Linked DNA regions of Gossypium arboreum: region 2 is linked to region 1. The links are chromatin contacts, called in public Hi-C maps. All regions are on one chromosome and are shown on one strand. The core of a region is the stretch at or near the end of the contact, and the rest is flanking DNA. Distances in the headings are between cores, read along the strand shown.

The links. A called contact is a pair of places that touch in the nucleus more often than the background predicts.
Region 2: a contact with region 1 is called in a Hi-C map of leaf, with 2.6 times the contacts expected there. The contact joins two enhancer-like sites. A contact is called at or near these places in 2 of 5 Hi-C or Micro-C datasets (both in leaf).

What each region holds. Positions count from the first base shown.
Region 1 is chr2:26,756,319-26,763,335 of ASM2569848v2, forward strand. It overlaps LOC108467243 (a long non-coding RNA gene), which reads left to right and starts at 125. Exons shown (of 4, transcript XR_008277510.1): 1 at 125-381; 2 at 632-794; 3 at 930-1,447. Within about 2 kb of position 2,988, at least 1 of the 2 cell types and tissues checked has an H3K27ac peak or open chromatin away from gene starts, as enhancers often do. A contact at or near this core is called in leaf, where this site is marked.
Region 2 is chr2:27,094,732-27,101,861 of ASM2569848v2, forward strand. No RefSeq gene overlaps it. Among protein-coding and RNA genes, the nearest start is that of LOC128284273, 44 kb to the left of the region's middle. Within about 2 kb of position 2,455, at least 1 of the 2 cell types and tissues checked has an H3K27ac peak or open chromatin away from gene starts, as enhancers often do. A contact at or near this core is called in leaf, where this site is marked.

The sequences.
Region 1 (7,017 bases), core at 1,738-4,237:
GGCTTATATATAATAATTAAAAATATAAAAAATTTCAAAATTTATCAAAACATTACTGAAGGCCCAAAACTCAAAATGGCCCGTTAAAGAAAAAAATATCTTAGAAACTAAGAAAAATAAACAGAAAATTCTAGAGTGTAATTATTACTATCGTCCTAATACCCAATCAGAAAAATTCTGACTTCTGTCTTTCCATCATTCTGTCATTTCAGTTTTAATGGCGCTACTGTTTTCAAAGGAAGCTTTAATCCCCGTGACTTTTGATCTGTTCATTTTGAAACTTCCTCACTTTCTCTCCATCTCCTTTCTTCTTCAATCCGGTTCTCTCATGCTATCATTTTCCATTTGGTTTTCAACATATTTGGGGACACTCTCAACTAGGTACATCTCTTCCTTCTTCTTCAAAGTTTCTGTTGCAAAAATATGGGCTAAAACATTTGTTGTTCTTGGGGTATATTCGAACCATAGACTTCTGGATCTGATCTTTAACTGATGAATATCATGTATATAAGCCCCTATCTATGATTTATCATACCCTTTAGCCTTGCATTTCTTTATTATCGATAAAGAATCGCCCTCAATGATGATTTATGGCCATTGCATGTCAATTCCTAACTGGGTTGCTTTACAGCAAGCAAAGGCTTCAACAGCAAAGGCGGATGACACTCTTTGAAGAATCTTTGAGCATGATAGGAGGACGAGCCCTTCACTGTTTTTGACGACTATTTTGGATGCCGACTGATGATTCCGCTCATCATAGGCTCCATCAAATTTAATTTTTATTGTTTGGCCAGGTGGGTGTTTCCATTTTATTTCCTCCTTTAAACCTTTGGATGTTATTTTTCCAACACCGTGTAGCTTTGTTATATAGTTGTGGACAAATTTTGCTATCTCCTGACCAAATCTGTTTGTCTTTTTATGAATACAAGCATTTCTGTCTCCCTAGATGGCCCATAGCGCACAGCAAAATTTTTGCAATGACTGAAAGGATGTTGAACGAAAACCCTAGTAAGCCACTGTTCAAATGTTATATTAGATTCCTGTTTAAAGTTTGAGGTCGATAATGCTCTCCAAAATGACACTGAAATAAGACATTTGCGGAAGAGGTGGTCTATTGATTCTGCTCCTTCACTACAACGGGGGCATGCAAAATTGTTTACTAGTTTTCTGTATACCATGTTAGCCCTTGTAGGCAGATAGTTCCATGAGATTTTCCAAATTGTAACTTTAATTTTGGTAGGTAGATCTAAGAGCCAAAGTTTTTTTGTAAAAATCCCTGTAGTCGGTTTGTAAAGCATAAGCTCTAGGATAAAAAATTTGTAATAGTTTGTAGGCACTTCGAACAGAGTATTCTCCCGAAGGTTCCCCGCTCCACGTCAGGATATCAACATGAGGTTCTTTCACCAACGGGATGCTAAGGATCTTTTCTACTTCTACTTCTGGGAAGGTATTGACAATCAGCTTTCTCTTCCATTTCCTTTCATTAGAATCAATTAACTCAGCAACTTTAAAATCTGACAAATTAAAATTACTTGACGATAGTCTAAAGTTTCTTGAATCTGGAATCCAATTGTCATTAATAACGGAAATGATCGTACCCAAACCTACCTTCCAGCAAAATCCTCCTTCCAAAATACCCTTACTCGCCCATATACTCCTCCATACAAAAGTGCTATTATTTCCCAATCACGAGTTTAAAAAAAATCTTCTGGAAAATATTTTGCTTTAAATACTTGCGCAACTAAAGAATTTGGGTAATTTAAGAACCTCTATCCTTGTTTTCTTAGTAATGCGATATTAAATAGTCATACTCTCGAACCCCATTTTGCCTTCCTCTTTAGGACGACACAAATGTTTCCACTAGCACCATTGTATTCCTCTTTTCCCGTGGCCCTTTTGCCACGAAAATCTAGCACAAATATTTTCGATCTCTCCATATAATAAATTTGGTAGAAGAAAGCAAGACATAGCATACGTAGGTATTGCCTGTAGTACTGATTTAAAGAAGATCTCCTTTCTCCCTTACGATAGAAACTTAGTGACGCAGCATTTAATTCCCAGAGACCTTTTTTTTTTTAAATTTTGAAAAGATTCGATTTACCGTCTGCCTAGAACATTAGGGAGAGCCAAATATTTTTCAAGATTTGTTAAGCTTCTTATTCCTAGCATTGTTGAGACTTCTTTTTTTTTCTTCTTTTGTATTTGAGTTGTAGAAGATCGTTGATTTATTAAAGTTTACACATTGCCCTGAGCAGCTTTCATATTCCTTTAGTATCCCTTTCAAAATTGTCGCACCCCTAATTGTTACTTCACCAAACAAAATACAATCATCCGCAAAAAGTAGGTGAGATAACTCCGGCCCTCTTTTGCTTGCTTTTTCACCTTTTAGCAAACCCTCTACCATTTTTTATCTCATCAATGATGAAAGTTCTGCACTACGTATTAGAAAAAGAAATGGACTAAGGGGATTACCTCGGCTAAGCCCCTTTATAGGTTGAAAAGTTCCTCCCTTCTTTCCATTGATATTTACTACATAAGAGATTGTGGTAATGTATTTCATAATTAATACCACCCACTCCCTTGAGAAGCCTATTTGTAACAGTACTATCTTTATAAAGTCCTATTCAACTCTATCATAAGCTTTACTCATATCTAGTTTCACTGCCATATATTCTTTTCTCCTGTTCCCTTTTGTCGAAATCTGTGTAGAATTTCTTATGCTAAAAGCACATTATCATATATAAGTCTCCCTGTACAAAAGCGCTTTATGCTTTACCAATGTAGCTACCAATAACTTCTAGTAAACAATTTGCTAATATTTTTGCCACAATTTTATATATGACAGTACAAAAACAAATATGTCTAAAGCTAACTAATTTTGTAGGATTTTGGACTTTTGGAATAAGAATTTTATCAGTCATATTAAGAGAGTTGAAATTTTGGTCCCTATTCAGGATACCTAAGCAGAAGTTCTAAACATCTTTACCTATTATGCGGCAACACCCTTGAAAGAATAATACTGGAAAGTAAAAAGGTCTTGGTACTTTTGTAGGCCCCATTCCTCTTAAAGTTGTTTGCACTTTTTCTGCCGTAAAAGGAGATAATAAAGCTGAATTTAACTCAATAAAAAAATTTCCTTCAATGCCCATAAGAAGATTTGATGGGTCTTCAACTCCATTTTTCATAAGAAGCTCCTGAAAGAATGAAGTAATAACCTCTTTAATCTCTGAATCATTAGTAATTTCCCTTCATACAATTACAGCCTATAAATTGTGGTAGATAGTCTACAAATTTAGGCGCATTAGTGAAAAAAGGCTGAATTTTTATCCCCAAGCAGAATCTAATTTGCTCTTGCCCTTTGTTCCCAGTATATTTCATCTTTATTAATCTCCATATTAAGATGAATTGTAGTATCAATAATTTTAGCCATTGTTTCATCATACCTTTCTTTCTCTAACAAAACTGAGAGTTCCTTTTTTAACTTTCTTTTTAGTCCCTCTCTACCTCTTTTAATTGTGCTTGCCCATCTCTTCAAACAAAACAATAATTTTTGAAGTTTCTCTATTAACGTCCGTGTTGAGGATTCCCATGATAACTTTACCTCTTGTTCGAAAGACTCTTCCATGGTCCACCACTTCTCAAATTTAAATTTTAGACTCCCTGTAAACATGATTCCATTGTTTGTATTTAAAACGAGAGGGCACTGACCCGACATTGAATAGGGTAGATGTTGAAGACTTACCATTTGAAACAGATTCATCCATTTTTTCATTTGTAACTACCCTATCAAGTCTCTCTTTTATTTTTATTTTTGGCAAGTTCCCCTTTTCCCATGTGAACCAAACCCTCGAGTAACCTATATCCATAAGCTAGCATTCCTCTAAAACCTCTTGAAAGGCTTTCATTCTCCTCTGCTCTATATGAATTACTCCAATTTTTTCAAAGGAGTACATAATCTCGTTAAAATCACCACTTACTAACCAAGGATGGTTGTTTTCTTGGCCCAATTTTCTTAGTAGATTCCACAAAAAATTCTTATGGTTCGAATAAGGTGAACCATAAAACCCCGTAAACTGCCAATCTTCTTTAGTAGAATCCTCTTTTATGATTACATCAATGTGGTTCTTAGAAAAACTTCTCAAATTAACCGTGATATCTCCTTTCCAAGCTAAACACTGTCCACCACGAGAACCTTCAGTTTCAATGTCAATCCCATTCATAAATCCACAGCTCCTTCTAACTTGTTCCATAAGTTTTTTTTTTTAAACAATTTTAGTCTCCATTAAGAAGACCATATGGGGATTATGTTGCTTTAACAAATGCCGCAGCCTCCGTACCGACCCTGGACTCCCCAACCCACGGACAGTCCAATATATGTTTTTCATTGCGCCCGGTCGGCTTGCCATTTGGCAGCTGACGATCCTAAACTGTTGGGAACATCATTTTGTTTCAAATTTTCATTCATCATACCCATGGGAACTTTTGCTCGGTCAATTATTCCTTTTTATTCTAATCTTTTTACTCCATCTTCATATGAAAATTCTGTGTTGTTATCTCCTTTATCAAATTTTGGAAATTTTCGCTTCCCCATAGTGCTTTCATCCCTTCTTTTATCTATCAAAATCCTTGGAGCAATTCTCTTCCAGCTTGATTTTTCATTAAAGTTGAATTTTGCCCCAGTTCACTGGATCTTTCAATCTTCTCACTAGTTTGCATCATAGTAGAGCCTTCCTCCTGATTCTTTAACACTACCTCCAAACCCATCACTTGAAGTCCATTCTGATCCAGCTTGATTTGTCAGTAAAGATGAATTTTGCCTGATTCTTTGGGTCTCCCATGCGTATTACCTTCAACGGATTTATTAATTTTGTTGTGCTTTGTTTTCGTGTTTCCTGTGAAAGAGCATTGAAACACCATCTTCTTTGAGAAAGTATTTAATTTTATACTCTCCTTTCTAATTAAATTTGATTCAGCTTTTAGTGCTAAAGTGTATGGTGGATCGTCTCTAATTTTATTGATTTCTACAAGATCTAGCACAAGACAATTGTTAATACTATGCCCCATTCTTCTACATCCAAAACAAAAAATCTGTAACTTATCCTATTAAAAAGAAATCCACGATTTAAAATTATTGTCACTTGAAACAAAAATATCTCTTCGAAAGGGTTTCTACACCTCCAGGTTTTTTCTTAACCTGCATAAATCACCAATAATTTTAGATCTAATTACTCCTCCAAAAGTAACACCAATGGCATGTAAAAGATCTTTTTTGTCGAATTTTGGCAAACATGAGCCCGTTCTGATCTAGAACGAAGAAGAGAAGAGCCGAATCTGATTTCTCTCTATCGGTTTATTGGCAGACACAAGCCCATTCTGATCTAGAATGGAGAAGAGAAGAGCAGAATCTAATTTAAGCCGATCAAATAAAACTGGGTATTTTTGAAACAACCATGGGCGTCCCTCCATAATTGTCTCCAAATCTTCTTCTAGATCAAACACAATTGAAAAGAGATTCTGACCTACCAATCGGATCTCAAATTTTTTTTAGTCTTCCATGTGCTCTTCATCTGCGCCCTAAAACTTTCTAGATTGTAGGGCTTTTTTGTCCAAATTGAACATATAAGGGTAGGTTTTGCATTTTGTACCACTATCGAGCACTGAACTGATAATTGGATTAGTTTTTCCGCCAGTAGAGATATCTCATCTCTACCCTCCCTGTTGTCGCCACCGCTCTCCTCTATCCCAAGCTGTAGTAGTTACTGCTTTCTCAAGGACTCTTTGGAAATCACTCTTGGTTTTCAGAGAGAGTTCATAATTCAATTATAATTATTCTTATTACTTGTTGCCTCACCCAAAACAAATTGCTCCCCACAAAATTTTAAAATAAAATCTACTAATTAAAAGAGGAAATAAATTGCCAATATATTGTTATAGATCATGCTAAATATGATTTGACCATATACGAAGCTATTTTATTTAGAAACAACTTCATGTTTATAATAAGACCTTGGCTCGAAACAAAAGAAACAATAACCATTACCTTACTCATATATTTATTATACCACATTTCTCAATTAAATTCAATTTCAACTAGGATTCCTCATCTTTTTGCTTAAAGAAAATCATGATTACCACTTCAGAATATCCCATATGCAAATCAATTCAATGGCTTTCTATAAAATAAGATAAACTCACATTAAATTAGAGGCTATCATGTTGTCATCTGATTATTCGTCAATTTATTTTAACAGTAAATGTGGTTGATGACAGAAACTATTAAGGGACTTAATGATTATTTAAATTAATAATAAATGCTATTTAGATGCGAATTTAATATTGGGGCTTAGTAGATTTTTTTTAAAATATTTTCTTAGGGGCTTTTTTTTTTACATATCAGCACAAAAAATTCAAATAAGTTCATAATCCATAAAAATCTAAACTATATAGTTTAATCTAAAAAATTTGAAATAATTTGTTATAAAAAAAATTGCTGAACTTATTTCAATTTGACACGAAATTTGATATTGAAATTTTCGGTCATTACATCTTATGTATTGTGTCATGTTTTGGGTTGATTTTGTGAGTGATTTGATATTTGGGAAATTATTGGCACTATTATGTGTTTTCTGGCATTGCATAATCATGAAGTTGTAAAAATTCGTTAACACCATCCTTGAATTTTTCGGAAACTTGAATTTCCAAAAAATTAGTGAATTTTCAAATAAAAAATTCTATCTAATTTCAAGTAAAATCATTAGCCATTAAAACACCCATTAGAATTTTCAATACCTATTACCAAATCCCAAAAGCATGAGCCCAATGACCCTGCTAAAAGGAATCTTGTGTAACACTGAGTTATGATATATTATGATTATATCTTCACATCTCACGGAGTTGGTGATAATTATGGAATCTTTAAAATGCAGGTTTAGGTTAATGGCATGTACATTGGTGAGTAATAGCGTAAGAAAGGGGATTTTTAGTTATATTTATACTTGTGTTATATATATATAGTAT
Region 2 (7,130 bases), core at 1,205-3,704, 340 kb after region 1:
TATTTAAATTAAATGGAGAAATTAATATAATAACCTGTAATGAATAGTCGATTGAGACTTAGCATAATTGACATGGATATTGTTGCCAATGCAGGAGGATGTGTGTTTAAGTGCGTTGAAGTGCATTATCTCCTAATTATGGGTTGGTGATGGGCTATGGGTAATTCTAAGTATTGTGACAAAAAAGCATATATAATCAAAACTTATAATAAAATTGTTAAAAAAATAGTAATAAATAAAACTTGTAATTTGTAATTTGTAACAAATAATGATGAAATTGATTTTATTGTATTTTTAGGGTAAATTGATTTTTGTTGTAAATCTAATAAATTAAGGGATAAATTTGAGTGATAATATGAGTAAAAGATTAAAATTCCAACAAATCTAATAAATTGAGGATAATATTTATCTATAAATTATATACTTTTGCAATTAAATAACATTAGTAACAATTTAATACTTATTCTCTAAAGATATATTTGCCTAAAATTAGTACGTGGAGATGTTTTAATTTCAAAAAATTTTACGATGGTTGAATATAATAAAATTTAAATATATTATTTTGAAATTATACTATTCTCATTAAAATAAGAAAAATATAGAGCTATCACGTGGCAAAAATAAGTTGTCCACATGTTAACTAAGTAACATGTCCACATCAACTGGGGTTTTAAACCTTATAATATCCTAAATATTTATGAAAAAATGGTTAATTTCTAATACTGGTTCTTTTAATACACTATATTTAATTTATATATTTTAATTTTAACATAATTTGATTTCTATATTTTTAGAATTTTATTAGTTAGGTCAAATAGTTTATATAGTTAACTTTTCAATTAAAATATTATGTGATTATATATAATTTCAAAGCAGATTTTTAATTTGACAAAGTTGAGATATTAAATTCTTAAAAATAAAATTGAAGGACTAAATTCTAAATATACAAAAATATAGAGACTTAGAGTTATAGTTGCTCGAACCGATCAAACAAGCTAGGGTACTAATTTGAAGAGATGTATCAGATCGATTGACCTACTAACTAGTACGAGCATGGAGAACTAAGCTAAAAAACCGATTGAATCAATTTTTTATTTTTTAAAATATTTTTATTTTTATGTTTTTAATGATTTATTTAATTGAATAGTACGAACCAATGATCTGACTAGTTTGACTACCATTTTGGTTTTAAAAACTTTGCTTAAAATATGTTTAATCTTTAAATTTTTACTCTATAATTTAACATGAATAAATAATCAACCTAACGCAACCTGAGTGGACCATATTAGTTATATATATAAAACGAAGGTCATGTTGACATGTGGAGTAGTTTTTTTTTTTTTGCATTTTATAGAAAAAATGGTAAATTTTAATTTTAGTCTTTATGCTACACTAAAATTTTAGATTATATAAAATGGTCAAATTTTAATTTTGATCCCTCTGCTACACTCAAATATAAGACTCAATTTTTATACTTCAACTTTTTGACACAAATTGATACCTCAATTTTACAATGTCATTGATTAGCTCAAATACTTTGTTTTGATTAAAATGTTGATGTAAATTTTAAGAGTTATTAATACTATTAAAATTATTTGTTAAATTCAAGTCCATTGCAATGTTAATATTTTTGTTAAATGGCTATTAAGTGAGTATTTTAAAATTGCAAAAGTTATACCAACAAATTTAATAAAATAATTTAATGGTATTAACAATTTGAATCTGAATTTTAAATTTAAAAATAAAAGGACTAAAATTTTAAAAATAAAAATAAACATATTAAATTTTAAATATATAAAGGTACAAAATTTTAAAATATATTTTAATTTTTAAAATTTATTTTATAAATTTAACTCAAAAATAATAATAATTAACTTTTAGACTAATGTAATAATATCCATGCAAATTTGTGTATGGTTTATTATATACTTTACTGCTATTAACACTGTAGTCGTAACTCACCTACTATTTTATTAATGTGTGGCATTAAAATTTAACAAACAACAAAGAGTATAGACCGAATTAGATGTGGGCGACTCATTCAGTCATTTTCCTTAATAATATTAATGACTAAACTTAAGATTAAATGGTAACCATAATACATAGGTAAAATGGATAAGATTTTTTTTATATCTATAAAATACTACTATAAGGATATTTTTATTTTCATATCTATAAAATCAATTTAAATCCATAATTAAATTTAGAAGAAAAACTCACATTTACTTATAACACCTTAATCTCTAAAAATTCAACCTCATATCATTTATTTTATATAAATACTTTTTTCTTTTATCTATAGTAAGGCATAAACACTTGATATCAAATATACTAAGGCATAAACACTTGATATCAAATATACTTAATAGGAATATAGGATGAGCGGGGGTTCATGAAGCACGTGACAAAGGAAGTAGAGTTGTCAGGTATCATGTGACTTGAGTTTTCTTTGCTATCATTTCTAAGAATACTTAAAAAACCCAAAGGAGTCGGGTCAAATTCGACGTGGCGAGCTTTCCTTCGATGCTTCTTTACCTTCCCACACGTGCGATATTCCTTCACACAAAGTCTACATTACATTCATTTATTCAAAACTAACATGGCAGCACGTGGATGGCAACTCCCCCCCTCTTCCTCTTCTTACTCTTTGAAAATACCTCCATTATTGCCCTTAAAATCCAAGTACTATAGATTGAGTGAGTAAACCCTAATTTACTGTCATTTTGGACATAGAAACATGGATACTAGGACATTCAAAGAGGTTTCAATATTGTTAATAAAGATTGAGATTCTAAAATTTTAAATGTTTATTGTTTCTTGTTGAGTTTTTAATTTATACTTTTTATTCAACTCTTGATACAATTAATTAATTGTACATTCTAAAACCAAAAGGTAGAAATAAAATATATGTATTGCTCAATTAATAAGGTGCACGTAGTTCATCCAGAAAAACATAATAATAAGTTGCACTAAAATTAAATACTTTCAAGAAAAAATAAAATAAAAAAATTAGTAATCATAAAGTTTTTAATTTTAATCCACCAAGATTATGCTAACTTTTGCCTTTTCATAGGCTTTTAGTTCAATGATGAAATTGAGTCATTAGTAATTATTAGTACAAGTGTTCATTTAGGAAAAAAGGTGGTGGAGGTAGGAATGTTAATTTATATGTGATAAGCTAATGTAATAGGTCAATTTAGCCTAGGCCTAAACAAAATCCAAACAAAAAATAAAAATAAAAGATATCAGAATCTATTATAACAATTCATTTACAAAAAAAATCAGCCTAAATTTACAATTACAAACAGCCCAAAATAAAAACCCTAATGGCCTAATGGCCCAATAGCCCAAACTATTTTCAAGAAAAACCCTAGCTTCTGGCATAGCACCTCTCCCCTTTTGCATGCACGTCGCCCAGGGCTCCTCGTCTCAAGGCTTGACTCACCCCTGCCACCATTGCACCAAAACGGGAAAGACAGGGGTCTTTCCTCGTTGTTAACTCTATGGCCACCTACAAAAAAGGAGAGAAAAAGGTCAGGGACAAATAGTAGCAATAACAGTAGAAGAAACAGTAAAAAAAAGAGAATATATTGTAATCAATCGGCTATAAAAAGCCTAAAAAACCAAATTGTAGAGGAGGATTTTTTTTTTTGAAATAGAAATCGGAAAAAACACAAAAGAAAGGTGATTCTCTCTTCTTCTTTTTTATCTTTTTATTTCGAAAATATATAATAAAATAAAAAGAAAACTTTTACCTTCGCCACCACTGTCGTCCTTTCTTTCCATTTAAAAGGCCATCGGATCCTAGGTGATTTGCCGAAAGGTCGCGTCAGAGGACAGGTGCGAATCGAAAGGTTCTTTCAGCTTTTTTTCAAATTTTGGTAGGGTTTTAGGGGTTTCTGGACCTAGATCTGATGTCCAGTGTAACAAAGACAAAAAAAAGGGCTCTTTTCTACAACTTCGGCCATCGGAGGCGGCGGCGCCGTCGCCAATAATCGGTGGCCATGGCAGAGTTGTGCCGGCCCTATGGCCGAACTTGGGGGGCGCTGGAGAAAAAAAAGAACAAAGTGATTTTTTTTTTAAAACAGTTTAAAAATGAATTTTTTTGAAGCATTTTTTTTACTTAAATAGGGCGCCAAAATGGCACCGTTTCTGTAACACCCCTTACCCAAGTCCGAAGCCGGGACTGAGTATGAGGCATTACTAAACATAAACACATGCATTCCAACATTTATATATCATATAAAGATGATCAAATTTAAAACTTTTCAAACCTTGTCTAGAATTCCTTACTACAAGCCTACGAGGCCCAAAATAAGCTTTAAGGACGATTCGAAACCAACTCGGGTCCTTTAAAGAACTCTGAAAAATGACTCTTGAAACAGGGGCACATGCCCGTGTAGAAAGGGCAACACGCCTGTGTGGCCTTCTTGGCATGGACGTGTTGAAGGCCTGTGCAGTTCACACGGCCTCAACACATCGGGACACGCTCGTGTCCCTAACTCGTGTAGAATTAATTTCTAATTTGAACCTACATGGGTTTTCACACGGCCTTGCACAAACCCGTGCCTATGGCCTGTGTCCCTCACATGGCCATGACACGCCCGTGTCCCAGGCCGTGTCCAAAAACCTTGACATTCTGTTTCTAACGTCAGCAACCATTTAGGGGCACACGGCAAAGGCACACACCCGTGTGTTAGGCCGTGTGGTGAATTTAATTTCACATTCAAGGTACAGACTTCACGCACCTGAGACACACAGCCGTGTCTCTGCCCGTGTGTTTACTACCATGCATACTGACTTGAAATTTTAAGGTGCAAGGGACACACAGCTGGACAACACGCCCATGAGGCCAACTGTGTGTCGCACATGGCCTAGACACACGCCCGTGTGTCTACCCTGTAGACAAAACAAGGCTATCTACCAAGCCTTTTTGCCACCCTTACTTGCACCAACCTACACAACAACAAATATCTCCAATTCATACATCAATATAAGACTAAATCAATCCCAACATGACAATCAAATGCAAACCTCATAACACCCTAACAACCAAACATGCACTTGATCATTCATACATTTTGTTCATCCAAAGAAGCATCATCATTTGCAATTATTAATAATGAATATTAACCATTAACCATGGCCTTATACAAAAAAGGAAGGTTTTCATCCTAAGCCAACATAATTGGTTAGCTTAACAATATGACACATAACAAAAAGACTCAATCCCTATATATGCCATACTCAAGATAATAAAACTAACTATACCAAAAGCTTTGAGTGATAGTGTGAGCGATGCCTCTGACTTTCTTCGATCCACGGGCTAATTTGGCGGCACTATAAGAAAATGAAAAGGAAAGATGGTGAGCATAAAGCTTAGTAAGTTGCATGTAATATCGAAATAACAACCATGTTACCACATGTGATCATACTCCCAATATATCATAACTCACACAAGAGTAAATGTTCATTCCTAGCTATTCATTCAACAAAAATAGAGTTCACATATCATCAATTTCATATAAGTATCTGTACCACTCACAACATGGTCATAAACGCTATCATTTTGACATAAACCGTAAAGTTCCCGTTGAACCATTTGGAATACTATAGGATAATCACTAAGCCTTAAACATAGGATACGATACCGATGCCATGTTCCAAACATGGTCTTACACTGGCTCTCACATCTAAGTCGATGCCATGTCCTAGACAGGTCTAACACTGACTTCCATACATCGAGGCCGATGCCATGTCCCAGACAGGTTTTACACTGGCTCTCACTTATCTGTGTCAATGCCATGTCCCAGACAGGTCTTACACTGACACATCTCAAGCCGATGCCATGTCCCAAACAGGTCTTACACTAGCTTGCATATCTCTAGGCCGATGCTATGTCCTAGATAGGTCTTACACTGGCTCTCATTTATCGGTGCCGATGCCATGTCCCAGACAGGTTTTACACTAGCATACACATCACCCAAATGTCATGGCATGGATATCCAAATTATTCCTAAGGTTCAACCGGGAGTATCTGTAACATCCTGATCTTCGAGTTTTTCGCGATTCTCGATATTTTGGTAAAGTTTTTAAAAATTTGGTATTTGGTTGTGGAATTCAAAATTTGAGTAGGTAAATGGGCTTATGGAAAGCCCATGTGTTGGCCAAAACCCGGTGGAATTTTTTGAATTTTGGACTTAAGAAGTTAGGGGCCTTGGATAGGTGGTCTTATTAAAATTTGTGGGTGAAATGTAACACAAATGAGCCTTTGGTAAAGTGGCTAAGTGACGCCACTAGGGAGCTATAAGGGTGGCGTGTAAGTGGTTAGGGGAGACCTGGGTTCGATTCCCTGTGATGGCAAAGGTAATGTTATTTTTATGCTTGTGCATGCTAGAGTTTAAAGCTGAATGGAACTCTGTGGGGGAGAGTTTGAAACAGTCAAATGCATGGATTAAGGAGGGATAAGGGGAGAGATTTTAGGGATTTGAGAGGGGGATAGAGCTTAGCCAAATTGAGGAGATTGGGGAGGAGATTTCGGCAGAGGGGTTTTAGAGTAGCATTTTCGGCAATAGGAATTAGGGTGTGCCGTTTTCTCCTTTTGGTGTAGTCTTTTTCTCTCTTTTCTTTTCCAGCCGAATCAACCTTTCTCCCATTCATCTTTTCTTACTTTTCCTTCTCCAAAACCAGACCACTACTCCCCTTCGTTCACCTATTGTTTTTCTTACCTCCACTTCTGCCGAAATACCACAAAAGCCGAAATCCGTAGAGACTGGGTGGTGCTGATTCTTTGTTGACCAGAAAACCTCTTTTTCTTTTCACTTTTTGGTGGCCAATCCCTTTATCTCTTAGACATAAACGGATTCAAGAAGAGAGACTTTGGTAAGTGCTCAAACTCTAAACGATTCATATGGTAAATGTTGACAAAAAGTCGAAGCCCCTATAGTTTAGGGAGGTGGCCGAATATGGGTAGAGGCCTTATTAGGCTTTTCTGTTAATCTTTTTTTATGGTTTGTTTAGTGGAGGAGCAGCAAGGCGGAGGATCGACTTGGATTAGTTTGGATCATCGAAGTGGCTAGAGCTAGTCATCAATTTCGGCAAAGGAGAAATCGTATAGGAGATCTTGTCGA